Regions from separate parts of the Mus musculus genome. Here regions 1 and 2 are each linked to region 3. The links are chromatin contacts, called in public HiChIP or PLAC-seq maps. All regions are on one chromosome and are shown on one strand. Each heading gives the region's core, a stretch centred on a gene start, on an enhancer-like site or on the middle of the called end of the contact. The rest is flanking DNA. Distances are from core to core; before and after follow the strand shown.

Region 1 (3,943 bases), core at 1,229-3,728, 660 kb before region 3:
TTTAGCTGTGTAGATCTGAAGATAACCCGACATGCTCTTAAATATTTCATCTCAGAGCATGAGCAGCATCCCAGCTGCCGACTCTGTCATCAGAGCTCCACAGCAGCTGCCAGGAGGCAGCCAAGGCCAGGCTGGAGCTCCTCTCTCGCCTGCCCAGGCCCTATCCACATGGACTTGGCAGAGATGCAACCCTAGGGGGCCAGGGAGGTGGAACAGGCAGGGAGACCCCGGGCTAGGCCTTCTGCTTTTCTGAGCCTCAGTTTCTCTCCGTAGTAACAATCCATGAGCCAGTCTGAACGAACTTTGAGAACTGCTGGGAGCTACTTTGCAATTATGAATGATTATCATGTATGTGAACAAACTGTTTTCCAACAGCCCCCTTCCCTGGAAAACGTGGCCAGAGGAAGGAGGTGACAAGGCCGAACTCTTAACTAAAATTGGGAAGTTTAAGGTGTCATTGAACAAGTCCCCACCTCTCTATATCTTCTGGCAGGTCTGCCCTTAATGGAGGAGTGGGGACCTCTTCAGGAAGGTTGTCCCAGTGACATTTGAATAAAAAATGGGAAACAAAAAGCAAGAATGAAAATTGTAAGAATAAGGACATGAAATGAAATCTTACTGGGATGTCCTGAGAACCAGGACTCCAAGGGGACCAGGGTTGAAGGCCTCTGGAACAAGGGTCTTTGCACACTGAAGTCATGGAGGACCAAACTTGAGACTCATTTTTAGGAGGGGGTCAGGACATATAGAGCTTTTCTGATCCTTTTGGAGGTCATCTCTGGAAGAAGGGTCTTTCAGTCTCTGTCACATTCTTTTCCAGACAGGCACTGCTGCAGCAGGCCTGGCCTCATTTACACTGTAGAATACCTAGGACCCTCATCTACTCCCGACGTACAGCCAAATACATGGGTTAGGTAGGACAATAATAGGTTGGTGGCAATATGATTTCCTAAGGTGGGGGACTTTTACCTGTCCCCTTTGGATGGGAAGAGGAGAGGGCAGAAGTAGATGGAGCCAGATGCAATGAAATCCAAAGGTGAGCCTCCCATGACAAGCTCTGTAGAAGGACTCTCCAGTAGCTGAACTGTTGGAGGTTCTCAGAGTCCTTATGCCATCCCTGCATACCTGTATGTAGGTGACTTACCCAGGACGGTGAGGCGTGCAGGGCGGGACCGGATGGCAGCCTGGATGGCCTGGCACTCATACACGGCATCATCCTGAAGCTCAGCCCTCAGGATCTTCAGGTGATGCTCTCCTGAGAGGTGGTTCCCCACCACCAGGTACTGGGGGTAACCTGGGGAAGAAGGCAGAGAAATGTAAGAGATCAAAATAGTCTGGTTGCCAGTTTCCAGAGGGCCATTCGGAGATGTTGTGACCTCTTAAGGCTTAAAAAGAAATCTCCCTTGCAAAAGCAATTATACATCTAGTGAACAGTGGCTCAGGCAGAGGTCTTCCTGGCTGAGTTCTTCCCTTCTGCCAAAGGCAAATCTTTCTGGAAGGTTGACTAGTGGGTCTGATTCCTGGCCTGGGTAGAGCTGAGCTCAGGTGGCCTTCTGATGACTCTAATACACTGGAAACGTTATGTCTATAGTACGACTTCCTCAGAGTAGCTTCCTTACTGGTTCCTTCCCTAATTCTCAGGGCCATTCACCCCCAACAACCCCAGTCTTTTGTTTCTTTCCTTTTTTTAAAAAAAAATCCCCTTCCTTCCTTCCTTCCTTTCTTCCTTCCTTCCTTCCTTCCTTCCTTCCTTCCTTCCTTCCTTCCTTCCTTCCTTCCTCCCTCCCTCCCTCCCTCCCTCCCTCCCTCCCTCTCTCTCTCTCTCTCTCCCTCTCCCTCCCCCTCTCCCTCTCCCTCCCCCCTCTTTCTTTTTTAACTTGTGTGTGTGTGTGTGTGTGTGTGTCTGTGTGTGTGTGTGTGTGTGTGTTTGCACTGGTGGTTCTAAGGCCTAAGGAAAATGTGGGAAGTCAGTGTTAGAGACAAAGCATAGGACATGCTGAGCAGGCAGGCATGGCTATGGGTATTGGCTCTAGGAAAATGCTATCCATATTCAGTGGTGTTTGCAATGCAGAGTGGGGATGAGGACAGGGAGGACAGGGTGTAAGGAGAGAGAGACAGAGAGGAGGGAGGGAGGGAGAGAGAGTCCAAGATTCACAAAGAAAAGAGAAAGCAAGAGAAAAACAGAAGGAAAAGGGACTAGGGATTTGTTTACTTGGAAGGGGTCAAGAGTGACTTCAGGAGAGGAGCTTTGTTCCAGGAATCTAAGAGTACAGGACATCTTGGAAAGCTGGGCACAAGGCACCATACCTGCCCATTTCTGGGCATTCCTGACTCCCACCCCCAGGCCCCAGGGCCTGATTAAGCACTTAGGAGGCACTCAGGACACTTAGGAATTTGGGGCCTCAGTGCATATACACTGGTGATGAATAATAGATAAGTAAAAGTTTGAAGGCGATGAATCATTCAGCAGCTGCTGCGGCCAGGAGGCTGAATGCAAACACTGACCGCAGCCCTGGCCATAGGCGGCCCCTTGCTCTCTCTGCGGTCTTGGGCTCTAAGCCTCTTCATTTGTCCTATCAGGATGTTATCCATCTACGCCCTCACCTGAGTTCTGCTCTCCCCATAGCCTTTGCGCTATGGGATTATGCATGGGCTCCTTCTTTTGGCTCTGTCCTGGTTGCTTTCTCTCTTCAGAGCCCATTCTGGATAAGCTAAGGGTGGATGAGAGACAGGACAGGGTGGCTGACTGTACCAGGACGCATCAGTGCCTGTCCTTGGTCACTGATGTGGGGATCCATGGTCTTTCAAAAGGCTTGGCAGCATGATCTGTGAGCTCTTCTACACCTGAGACCATACTGTTCTCATCATGACACTAAAGGACCTTGCTCACCACAGCTAAGCTGGGCCAACCAAAAATGATGCCAAGGATCAGATGCATCCAAGGAGGACACTGCCTACCCATCTCCCACTTACTTGCCTGCCTTCTGATGGGCAAAGGGACAAGCCCAAGCAAGCGAAGCAGGGTTGCCAACTGCTGCTGGCCTCTGTGCAGCTGTCCACCCTGCCCTCCAGCCCAGCTCCCATCCTGCTGTTCTGCAATTAGGTCTGTCCCCTGCAGGCATCTTGGATGGAACTGTGGAGTTTTTTGTTGTTGTTGTCTTACAAGCTATCAGCAGCAGGATTTCACTCTCATGAGCTGTGGAAAACATCAGTGATGGGTTTGTTTGTATTTGCCTAATTAGGCAGGGAGCTTCGATGCTATCTCCAGGACTGGCAGCTTCTGTGGAAAACACACACAGGAGCGCAGCTTCGGAGGAATCTGTAGCTCTGTCTATGGTACCCTTGCTTTGTAGTCTCAAAGGAGGCAAAGATTCAGGGCATCTAGGTACTAGTCACGGTGTGTAGGTCCAAACTCCCGCTTATCTCTTCCATGTTCTGGAAGCTTTAGCTCTGTTGGATCTCAGCTTCCTTATCAGCAAAGTGGGGGTCTCACAGGTGAAGATTTCAACAGGATAATCTATGTAAGCTGGCTTTGAACTTATGTCAGTTTTGCACTGACCTTCCCAAGTGCTAAAATTACAGGTATTGGCTACCATGTCACCCTATCCTATACATGCTAATTTAAATACAAATGATGTCAGAGTGAAGGAGATGGCTCACTGTAAGTGTGAGGATTCATGTTCTGATCCTTAGCACCCAAAAAGTTGGGTGTGGTGGTGCTGGGGCCAAGGAACAGAGATCAGTAGATCCCTGGGGCTTATTATCAGTCAGTCAGTCAGTCAGTCAGTCAGTCAGTCAGTCAGTCTGCCAGCCAGTCAGTCTGGCCAACTGGTAAGCTCCAGGTTCAGTGAGAGAACATGTCTCAAAAATTAGGTAAAGACTGAAGAAGACAGCCAACATTGACCTCTAGCCTGTTCTATAAAGGTGGTTTGAATGAAAATCC
Region 2 (4,259 bases), core at 124-2,623, 710 kb before region 3:
ACAAAGAAGTGGTGTGAGTGGTGTGTGTGTGTGTGTGTGTGTGTTTGTGTTAAGGCTGCATCTCTGGCCCTTAGTAGGTCAGTCGCCCTCCCCCGGGAAGCTGCAGAAGGGTTGGGAAGAGTGCCCCAGGGAAGGTTGACCTTGGGGCTAAGCCCATTCCTATCACCAGTTCCTCCCTCCCTGGAGTTGCAGATTTGCTGACATTTCAGATGCATGCCCTGTGACACCCATTCTTGTGTCAAGCACAGGAGGAACAAGGGAGAATACCAGATGCCCCCCAGGATTCCCAGGACAGGATATCTATTTTATTTACATTTGTTTATTTGTTTGTGTGTTTATGTATTGTGTGTGTGCACACACATGTCATAGTGTGCATGTGGGAGTCAGAGGACAACTTGTGGGTATTAATTCTCTCTTTCTATCCTGGGGAAGGAGCTAAGGTAGTCAGGCTCGACAGCAAATGCAAGGTCATCTCACCAGCTCTGCAAGGAACTTTGCTGTGTGGCTTCTTTTGAGTCCTGCGGTAGCCCTAACAGGTGTTATCAATCCCATTTCTCATTGGGGGAGATTGAGATGGAGAGATTGAGCCAACATTATGACTTGCTGGAAGGCCAGCCTGCAGGACCCTGTGGACTACTGTGTTTGGATACTACCACAGCATCCAGAAAATGCAGGTGGCCAGGTGTGAGGACCCAGAGGACCCATGATGGTCCCAACAGCTGTATTTACTGCAGGCTCAGCCTGCCACACAGGTTTCTTGCTCATGGCCCCAGCCATCTTTGGACCTGGGTGCTAACTATGTTCCTAGCATACAGACGAGGTCACAGACAATTTAAGTTCAGATCCCATAGCTAGAGGGTGGTGGAGCCTGGAATCAAATTTAGGCCACCCAGCTTCAGTATCAGTGTGCTTAACTACCACAATGTGACAAATCCTGAAGACCTTAGATCCCAAGCTGCCAGTTCTGGAGACTTTCCTGTGGACCCTGTCTGAGTGGTTGTGTGTGTGTGTACTGTGTAGTCCCAGCTACTCTGTCTTTGTAAGTAAGTCAGAAGTCCTATTTAGCTTATGACCCTTGTCTTTGCAGTTCTGGAGAAGAAACTGCCTGGCTGAACTGAACTCCTGGAAGGAGATGGGGAGTGGGGGTCAGTCTCAGACAGCCCCTCAGCTTGGGTCCTATCGTTCTCCTGGGCCAGGCTGCTCCTCCTATTAAGATAGGTGCAGTCCATGGGTTTGCAGCCTGTCACAGCTGGAGCACTTCCTGAGTGTTTCTTCCAGCTCTTTCATGTTCAGAGGAGGAAACTGAGCCCAGGAAATCAGTTGCCTAGTATTACAGAGAACCGGGCCTGGCATGGCCCTTCAGGGTCTGGCAGCTGGCCCAGATGCCATTCTCCTTGTGACAGTCCAAATAAGGGTGGAACTGGGCAAGGAAAGGCACACAGTCTCCTTTCCAGAAAGGCAATGTGCCAGGCTGGCTGAGCTGTCTTCCTTGTGTGGGAGAGAGTGGCCTTTTGAGTATGCTACCCTGGAATAGGTCTCATAGGGTGATCCTGACCCCGTCTTCACTAGATGAGGTGTATCCTCTTCTCTTCTGTATCCTGGGAGGGTCAGGCTGGACTATCTTCAGAAAGACCCGGGACAGGCACCTCCAATGTAGAAACACCCTACTCCTTCCCAGTCTCTCTTGGATGACCTTGGCCTTTCTTGACATCCTCACAGTGAGGCTCCACCCAGGATGTGAGCAGCAGACTTATCTCCCAAGAGAAAGCATTGTTCCTGGGGTTGATTCAGGCCCAAGAGAAGCCATTTGTTTGGGAATCTGGCCCCAGGATCTGGGTGGTAACGCCAAGCTTTGATCTGTGGCCTTTGGCAGCAGAGCCAACTTGAGATGGGACAGAACCATCCTTAGAATAGGAATGGCCTTTTATTCACATCCTCTGCTGATGGAAAAGACATTTCTTCTGTTAAGGACCTATGGGGAGGAGCCAGCTGGGGATCAGAACTAAAGAACAAGCATGTACCTTGTCACCCTCTAAAACTGAGGGCCCCAAGTCAGGGTCCTGGAAGGTTATGGCCCAACTGCAGAGCCAGGAGGCTGCTTTTCCTGGCATCCTGATATAGCATCTGGTGGTGTTTGGGGGACCTTAGGGATCTGAGCCTGTCTGGGAGAGCCCCCCCCCCAAAAGATGAAAACCTAGGTTTTCTAAGTTTGCTAGAAGTCAACTGAGTCCAGGCACCACCCTTCAAGATCCCAGTTTTCTGTCCCTAGATAAAAAGGGCCAATGGACTTCCAAGGTTTCCTTCATCTGGAAGTCTCAGCAGAACGTAAACTACACCTGGAATGACATAAAAGTCGTCTGGGGAGGTATGTGGCACTGGTTATTTCTGGCTGTATTCATGAACACATGTAGAAGCCACGACCATAGTAGTAATTCACAGTTCACAAGAGGAGGGGACATGGTAAGCCATGCCACACCAGGCCACTGGGAGTGGAGCAGAGAGTGTGCGATGAACCTTTGCTGTGGTTTGTGGGGAAAGGGGTGGATGAGGCAGGGTAGGGGCTGCACAGGTTTAGGGATGGATAGCTTGATGAGCTTTGGTGGGCTCTGGGCTGTAGAGAGATCTGATATTTTTGGTTGCTGGTCCTGAGGATCCTGCTCTGGACTACAAGGCAGAGAAAAAAGGGAAGCATAGGTTGTGGATTCCAGATGAGCTGAAAAGTAAATAGTAAGTTGTTAACTCTTTTGGAGAACTAGTTAACCTGGCTGCCTTCACATCCCAAGATCCATTAGTCTGCAAGCTGTCAAAACATGTAAAAACAAAAACCAAAGCAATGGGGTACAGCAGGGGCCAGTTCAGGGTGCTACTGTGTGAGCTAAGGAAAAGCAGCCTTATAGGCAAGCACTTCAAGGTACAAAGCTTAGATTTAGCCCTTCCTCGTCTCTGTCCAGACATCTCAGCAAGCGGCAGTGGAAAACAGGCTGGATTTAGCAAATCAAAACACAGGATGACCTATTAACCTTGAACTTCAGATGAACAATGCACAATTTGTTAGCATGTACGTGGTCCGTGCAACACTTGGCAGGAACATTAACTTTCTGTATTTTCTGAAGCAAGTCTTGATTCATCCAGGCTGTTTAACACAACCACAGAAGTTCATTTTTTTTTTTTTCATAGTCCCTGAGGGTAAGAAGCCCAAGACCAGGGCAGACTGACCCAGTGTATGGCAAGGGTCAGATGCCTTTTTGTTAGTGGCTGTCCTCTTCCATCTTCACATGGTGAAAAGGACAGGGGACTTTCTTAGGCCTCTTTTATTTTATTTAAAATTTTTTTCCAAATAGATTTTTTATTAGATATTTTCTTTATTTACATTTCAAATGCTATCCCAAAAGTTCCCTATACCCACCCCCTGTCCTGCTCCCCTACCCACCCACTCCTACTTCTTGGGCCTGGTGTTCCCCTGTACTAGGGCATATAAAGTTTGCAAGACCAAGGGGCCTCTTTTTCCAATGATGACCGACTAGGCCATCTTCTGCTACATATGCAGCTAGAGACACGAGCTCTGGGGGTACTGGGTAGTTCATATTGTTGTTCCACCTATAGGGTTGCAGACCCCTTCAGTTCCTTGGATGCTTTCTCTAGCTCCTCCATTGGGGGCCCTGTGTTCCATCCTATAGATGACTGTGAGCATCCACTTCTGTATTTGCCAGGCACTGGCATAGCATCACAGGAGACAGCTATATCAGGGTCCTTTCAGCAAAATCTTGCTGGCATATGCAATGGTGTCTGGGTTTGGTGCTTAGGCCTCTTTTAAAAGGACACTAATTTCATTCATGTAGACGCCCTCATGACATAACCACCTTCCAAAGGCTCTATCTTTACTCTCTTGAGACTTAATTCAATTAAGGAGGTTTTGTGGCAGACAGGGCATTTAGGCAGTTATTCATAGGATCACGAATTAGTTGTGGCAATCCTAGCCTGGCTGCTTCTGGCTCGTCTCCTCTTCTGAAATACCTTGTTCTAGGGTTTTCACCTCTAGTTATTCTAGTTGGGGAATAGGATGGGGCGGTTGGGAAGGGGAGGGTAGTGGAAGAAACGGCCTGAGGACTAAAGTGAGCAATGAAACAAACAAGCAAGCAAGCAACAAGCAAGCAAGCAACAAGCAAGCAAACAAGCACACACAGGGGGAGTGAAGCAACAACAGAAGCACTTCCACAAGAAGAGAGGCAGAGCTTGTCCCTATGCACCTGAAACCACCA
Region 3 (4,403 bases), core at 550-3,049:
TACCAACTCAAGCAAACTCCATTATTTGTTTCAGTTAGGACCTAAAGATAATTCTCTGCCAGTTTTCTGAGTACACATTTTGTAGATATGGGTTGGTTTTTTCCTGTTTCCTGATATCTGTCAATGACTGTTGGATAAAAACACAACTTTCTAGGGGAGAGGGAGGAAAAGTCTTTTTCTTACCATCAGTATCACAATGGCAATGTTTCACTTTGGAGAAAGGGCAAAGGCAACTATGTGTAATGCCAATTCTAAATGGCCTGGGTTCTTTATATTTAAGATTTCTTTCTTGTGAGATAACTTGTTTCATATTCAGAAACTCTCTTAAAGAAAGCATAGGATGAAATGTTTCGCTGGCCATGACTTTCCTGTGAGTGTCTATAACACTTTGTCATTGAACCAAGGGAGTTTCATATCTTTTGCCAGCAGTTAACCTGTAAAATAATTCTGTCCATTTTACTCTTTTTTTTTCTGTAAGATATACTTACTATGTAGCGTAGGCTTGCTTTAAGCTCATACTCCTCCTGCCTCAGCCGCTATGTACTGATTACAGGTGTGTATTGCCATGCTTGGTAATTTCTTAGTTCTTGTTCTTACCGTTGAGGGGAGTTGGGAGAATTTGAAGTGGACAAAGCACTAGGGCTGCAACACGTACCTGTCAGTGTGACCTTGGGGAAGTCATAATAAGCATGTGAAACTGTGTTTTTATCATGCATGGCAAGAAAATAATAGCACGTGCCTTAGCTGAAGGATCAAGCATAGCCATCCATGAGCAAATACCTTGAATACAAGGATTAAAAACATTCTATTAGAGAGGCAAACAGCAATGTTCCTAGCACTCTGCAAGGCAGTATGCTCTTTCCCGTCAGATTTGGAGGACCACGCTGGCTGCAGAGTGGGCTCTAATGAGGATTTCTCATTATTGCCATTTGGTTTGCTTCTTATTAAATTTAACAATAATGTCCAATTAATTCTGTGTCCATTAAAATTTGAAATAATGATTTCAAAGAACAAACATGAGTGGATTGCACGGGATACTTCAAAATTAAAGAGAGATGTGTGTGTGTGTGTGTGTGTGTGTGTGTGTGTGTGTGTGTGTGATTTAATTGCTTAGAGCTCCTAATGAGGAAAGATCATGAGACTATGCCAATCCGTAAGAGGGAACCGCCATTCAGCTCAAAGGGATGCACAGTGCTCAGAAGTTCAAAACATCCACATCTGAGGTCAAGTTGTGTGGCATGGCGTTAATAAAGTCATATTAAATAGAGATCAGAGAGGAGAAGGATTCTTGTGTGTGTGTTCTGTATGTGTGCATGTACGTGTATGTATATATATAGGTGTGTAGGGCATGTGGGCATGCCACCAGACAGTCATGAGCACTGGTGAGGTAGAGCATACTCAAATCCTGGGAATCTCAGAGATTCGAGTCCAAAGGAGTGGAGCTGCTTCGTCTGTGCCTGCTCAGAACCTCAGCCAATAGAAAGCATTTACCCTCCAAATCCCATCCCACTGCCCAAGGTTCATAGAATCGCTGTCCACATGGAATAAAGTGCACAAGTTATTTCACTGAGGAGCGTCTCAGAGTGGCTTGGAGGAGGGCTCTCTTGCCTGAAGCACTCATTGTTGAATCTTGGACCTGCTTGCCTGGCCAGGCTCCTGTTGCCCACAGAGGCTCACATCAGAGTGCTGGCTGATGCTATCACCATTGCTGCTGCAGCTGCAGGACTGAATGACCTGCCTCAAGCTGACTGCCCAAACTTCTTTATTCCTTTTGTAAGAGCTGTAACACTCCCACATTCCCAGCATTCCTGGGTTGGACTGGAGCCCTATGGAATCTATTCACCCAGGCTCTGACTCACTCTCCTTGGTCTGGCACACAGCAACATCTGACAACCTGAAGATATACGTTTTCCCATCCTGAAGAGACTGTGTGCTCTCCCATCCTAGATTTTGCCCACTACCTGCTGAGCCAGTGTATCAGTGGCATCCAGACATTGCCAGCAGAGAGGCAGAACATGGAACCACACAGGTATGCATGCATATTCATGTACATGCATGTAGGACTCAGAGGCCAACACTTAGAGGTTGGCAACAGTATCTTTCTTTGTCATTCTCGATCTTATTCTTTGAAACAGGATCCTCGCTGGATCCCATGTGGGCCTTTTCAGCTTGAGTGACTGACCTGCAAGATAGTATCATTTTGTCTCTGCCTCTCAGTGCTGAGTTTGTAGATGTGTGCATCTGTACCCAGCTTTTAAAGTGGGTGGATGACTACATTCAGGTTCTTGTACTGACTCAGAAGTATTTTATTGACTGGGCCACCTCCCCAGCCTTGTGGTTTGTTTTTGAAGACTCAAGCTTACCACTCAATGACTCATCCCATACACTGAGTATAGCTGACCAAACTATACTAATCCTCTTCCAGTCCATTCCTCAATATGTGCCTCTGTCCTACAGTAAAATAAAAGAATTAATGATTCATTTCATTTACTTCATAGTCAAGAATACAGTGCATACTTTTCCCTCCTCCTTGAAAATGAACACTGTAGCTGGAGCCCCCTGGCTTTTTGACTTGCTTCGCTTCTTATTGCCATTAATTATGTCTTTGCTCTACATTTTTTTTTCACATCAACAGAATTTTTTGATGATGGAGCTTACGAACTCTGGTTTGCTTGCCATGGTCCATAGGCACCGTGTGGCATTTGGGCTGTCATAGGCTCATTGTACTTCAGTTGAAGTTAAATTGTTTAAAAGAAAGGTTGCCAGGAGAGAGGGTACTCTTCTCACTCAAGGGAGGGGACTGCAATGTGCTGGCATAGAGAAGGCACTAGAGAAATACAAGGGAACCAGAGCATCACAGGAGTGCTGGCTTTGGCTGCAGTCCAAGTGGAATAATTGCATCCCATCTATGGAAAGCCCCCTGCAGTTCCAATCAGATTGGATACTCTGTTCAATTTCTTCCCTAAAGCCTTTGCATTGAGGAGCAGAGGCTACATGTAAGCAGTGGGCCACTGACCAGTAGATGCTTCATGTAAGGAGTGGGTCATTGACAAGCAGAGGCTGTGCTTAAGGACTAGATAAAGAGCCAGGGAGCTGAAGAAAGGATGTAGAACTTCAACAATTCTCTTCAGGTCCCTCCTTTTCCACCTCCAAAGTCTCACATCAGCCCTTGAAAAGAGAGAAGAAAACCAGGGTAAAGATTCTAGCAGAAAGCAACATTTTAGTTAAACAACCACATTCTTATAAGAGATGAGAGTATAGTTATCTGGTGAACCATGACCCCTGCAGACACATGACATGTTTGGAATTCATGGCCTCCCACCAATTGACTTTTGCCTAAATTATTTAGACACCCCATCTCATTCTAGTCACATTGCTCTCAAAGAGATTGAAGACAGGAGGTGGGGAGCGGGACTCTTTCACCCCCACAGCTTCCTTGTTACTCTTAGGTCCATTAAGATCAAGCTCCTCAATGATTTCCTCTTCTTGGCCTATAATGAAGTCAAACTGACTCTGATTGTCATCAATAATTAATGAGTCCGATGGTTCTCAGCCTCTCCAGGCCATTTGGCAGATGGCATCGTCGATTTACTATCGTGCCTGCCATTCTGGAAGCCTCTCAAAGTGGTTTATGTTGTGAAATCTAGTTACAAAAGGCTTTGCACTTTGGGTGATCTCTGGGTTTTGACATTCTCTGTGACTTTTTCTTCCTATGACTATAGCAGAGGAATAGGCAAGTTCTGTTGACAGAGTTCCTAACACTACCACCACCACCAACACAAATCTATGTATTTACAGCCGGTGAGAAAATAAGCTGGAAAAGACAAATGACAGTGTTGGAAGGCACTAGGCTCCCAGTGACCCAATATTAAAACGAAAGATTTGTTCTGAAGGTTGAGAGCTACCTAAGGAATACTATTGAGCCAAACATTGAAATCTTATAAGCTTAAAAATTTTTTTAGAGTCCAAGTGAAGATAAATGGTTCATGTATTAGGAAGGGTAGATTAAGTCTAGGTAAGTATTTGAAATCAAAGTAATTTGAGGGAAGTGTCTGGTGTGTGTGCATGTGCGCATGCTTCTCTCTGTGTATGCACATCTGTGTCTGTTTGTACTTGCTTTTGCGTGTCTATTTCTGTGTATAAGTGCACACCGTCACCCCACGTGTGTATGCCTTTCCTTGGGGAAGATCTTCACCACAAGTGTTACCGTCAGGGAAGACAGAGCAGAGCTGGGATTCTATGTGCCTTTTCTTAAATTAACTGAGTAAGAGAAGGAGAGGGGTTAAGGTGAGGTGCTCAGTGGAATTGGCCAAACATGCATTCATGTGAGACAAAAGGTTTGTCCTACACACAAAGAATTTTAAGGCTAAAGCTTAGGCTCATACAACAAACTAATATTTCCT

What was found. HiChIP or PLAC-seq counts read pairs in DNA pulled down with a chosen protein or histone mark.
Region 1: a FOXA1 HiChIP or PLAC-seq map of pancreatic cancer cells shows a contact between it and region 3. The contact joins two enhancer-like sites. A contact is called at or near these places in 2 of 115 datasets of contacts at active chromatin or transcription factors (astrocytes and pancreatic cancer cells).
Region 2: a contact with region 3 is called in a FOXA1 HiChIP or PLAC-seq map of pancreatic cancer cells. The contact joins two enhancer-like sites. A contact is called at or near these places in 1 of 484 Hi-C or Micro-C datasets (embryonic fibroblasts) and 2 of 115 datasets of contacts at active chromatin or transcription factors (pancreatic cancer cells and stem cell-derived neural progenitor cells).

What each region holds. Positions count from the first base shown.
Region 1 is chr9:34,941,721-34,945,663 of GRCm38.p6, reverse strand. Kirrel3 (kirre like nephrin family adhesion molecule 3) reads right to left here. Exons shown (of 17, transcript NM_001190911.1): 4 at 1,145-1,294. All of the region lies in intron 9 of Kirrel3os (a long non-coding RNA gene), which reads left to right. Among named protein-coding and RNA genes, the nearest start is that of Kirrel3os, 64 kb to the left of the region's middle. Within about 2 kb of position 2,478, at least 21 of the 459 cell types and tissues checked have an H3K27ac peak or open chromatin away from gene starts, as enhancers often do. A contact at or near this core is called in pancreatic cancer cells, where this site is marked.
Region 2 is chr9:34,991,160-34,995,418 of GRCm38.p6, reverse strand. The region is part of intron 5 of Kirrel3 (kirre like nephrin family adhesion molecule 3); the gene reads right to left. The region is part of intron 3 of Kirrel3os (a long non-coding RNA gene); the gene reads left to right. Among named protein-coding and RNA genes, the nearest start is that of Kirrel3os, 14 kb to the left of the region's middle. Within about 2 kb of position 1,373, at least 141 of the 459 cell types and tissues checked have an H3K27ac peak or open chromatin away from gene starts, as enhancers often do. A contact at or near this core is called in embryonic fibroblasts and pancreatic cancer cells, where this site is marked.
Region 3 is chr9:34,277,462-34,281,864 of GRCm38.p6, reverse strand. No RefSeq gene overlaps it. Among named protein-coding and RNA genes, the nearest start is that of Kirrel3, 210 kb to the left of the region's middle. Within about 2 kb of position 1,799, at least 97 of the 459 cell types and tissues checked have an H3K27ac peak or open chromatin away from gene starts, as enhancers often do. A contact at or near this core is called in embryonic fibroblasts and pancreatic cancer cells, where this site is marked.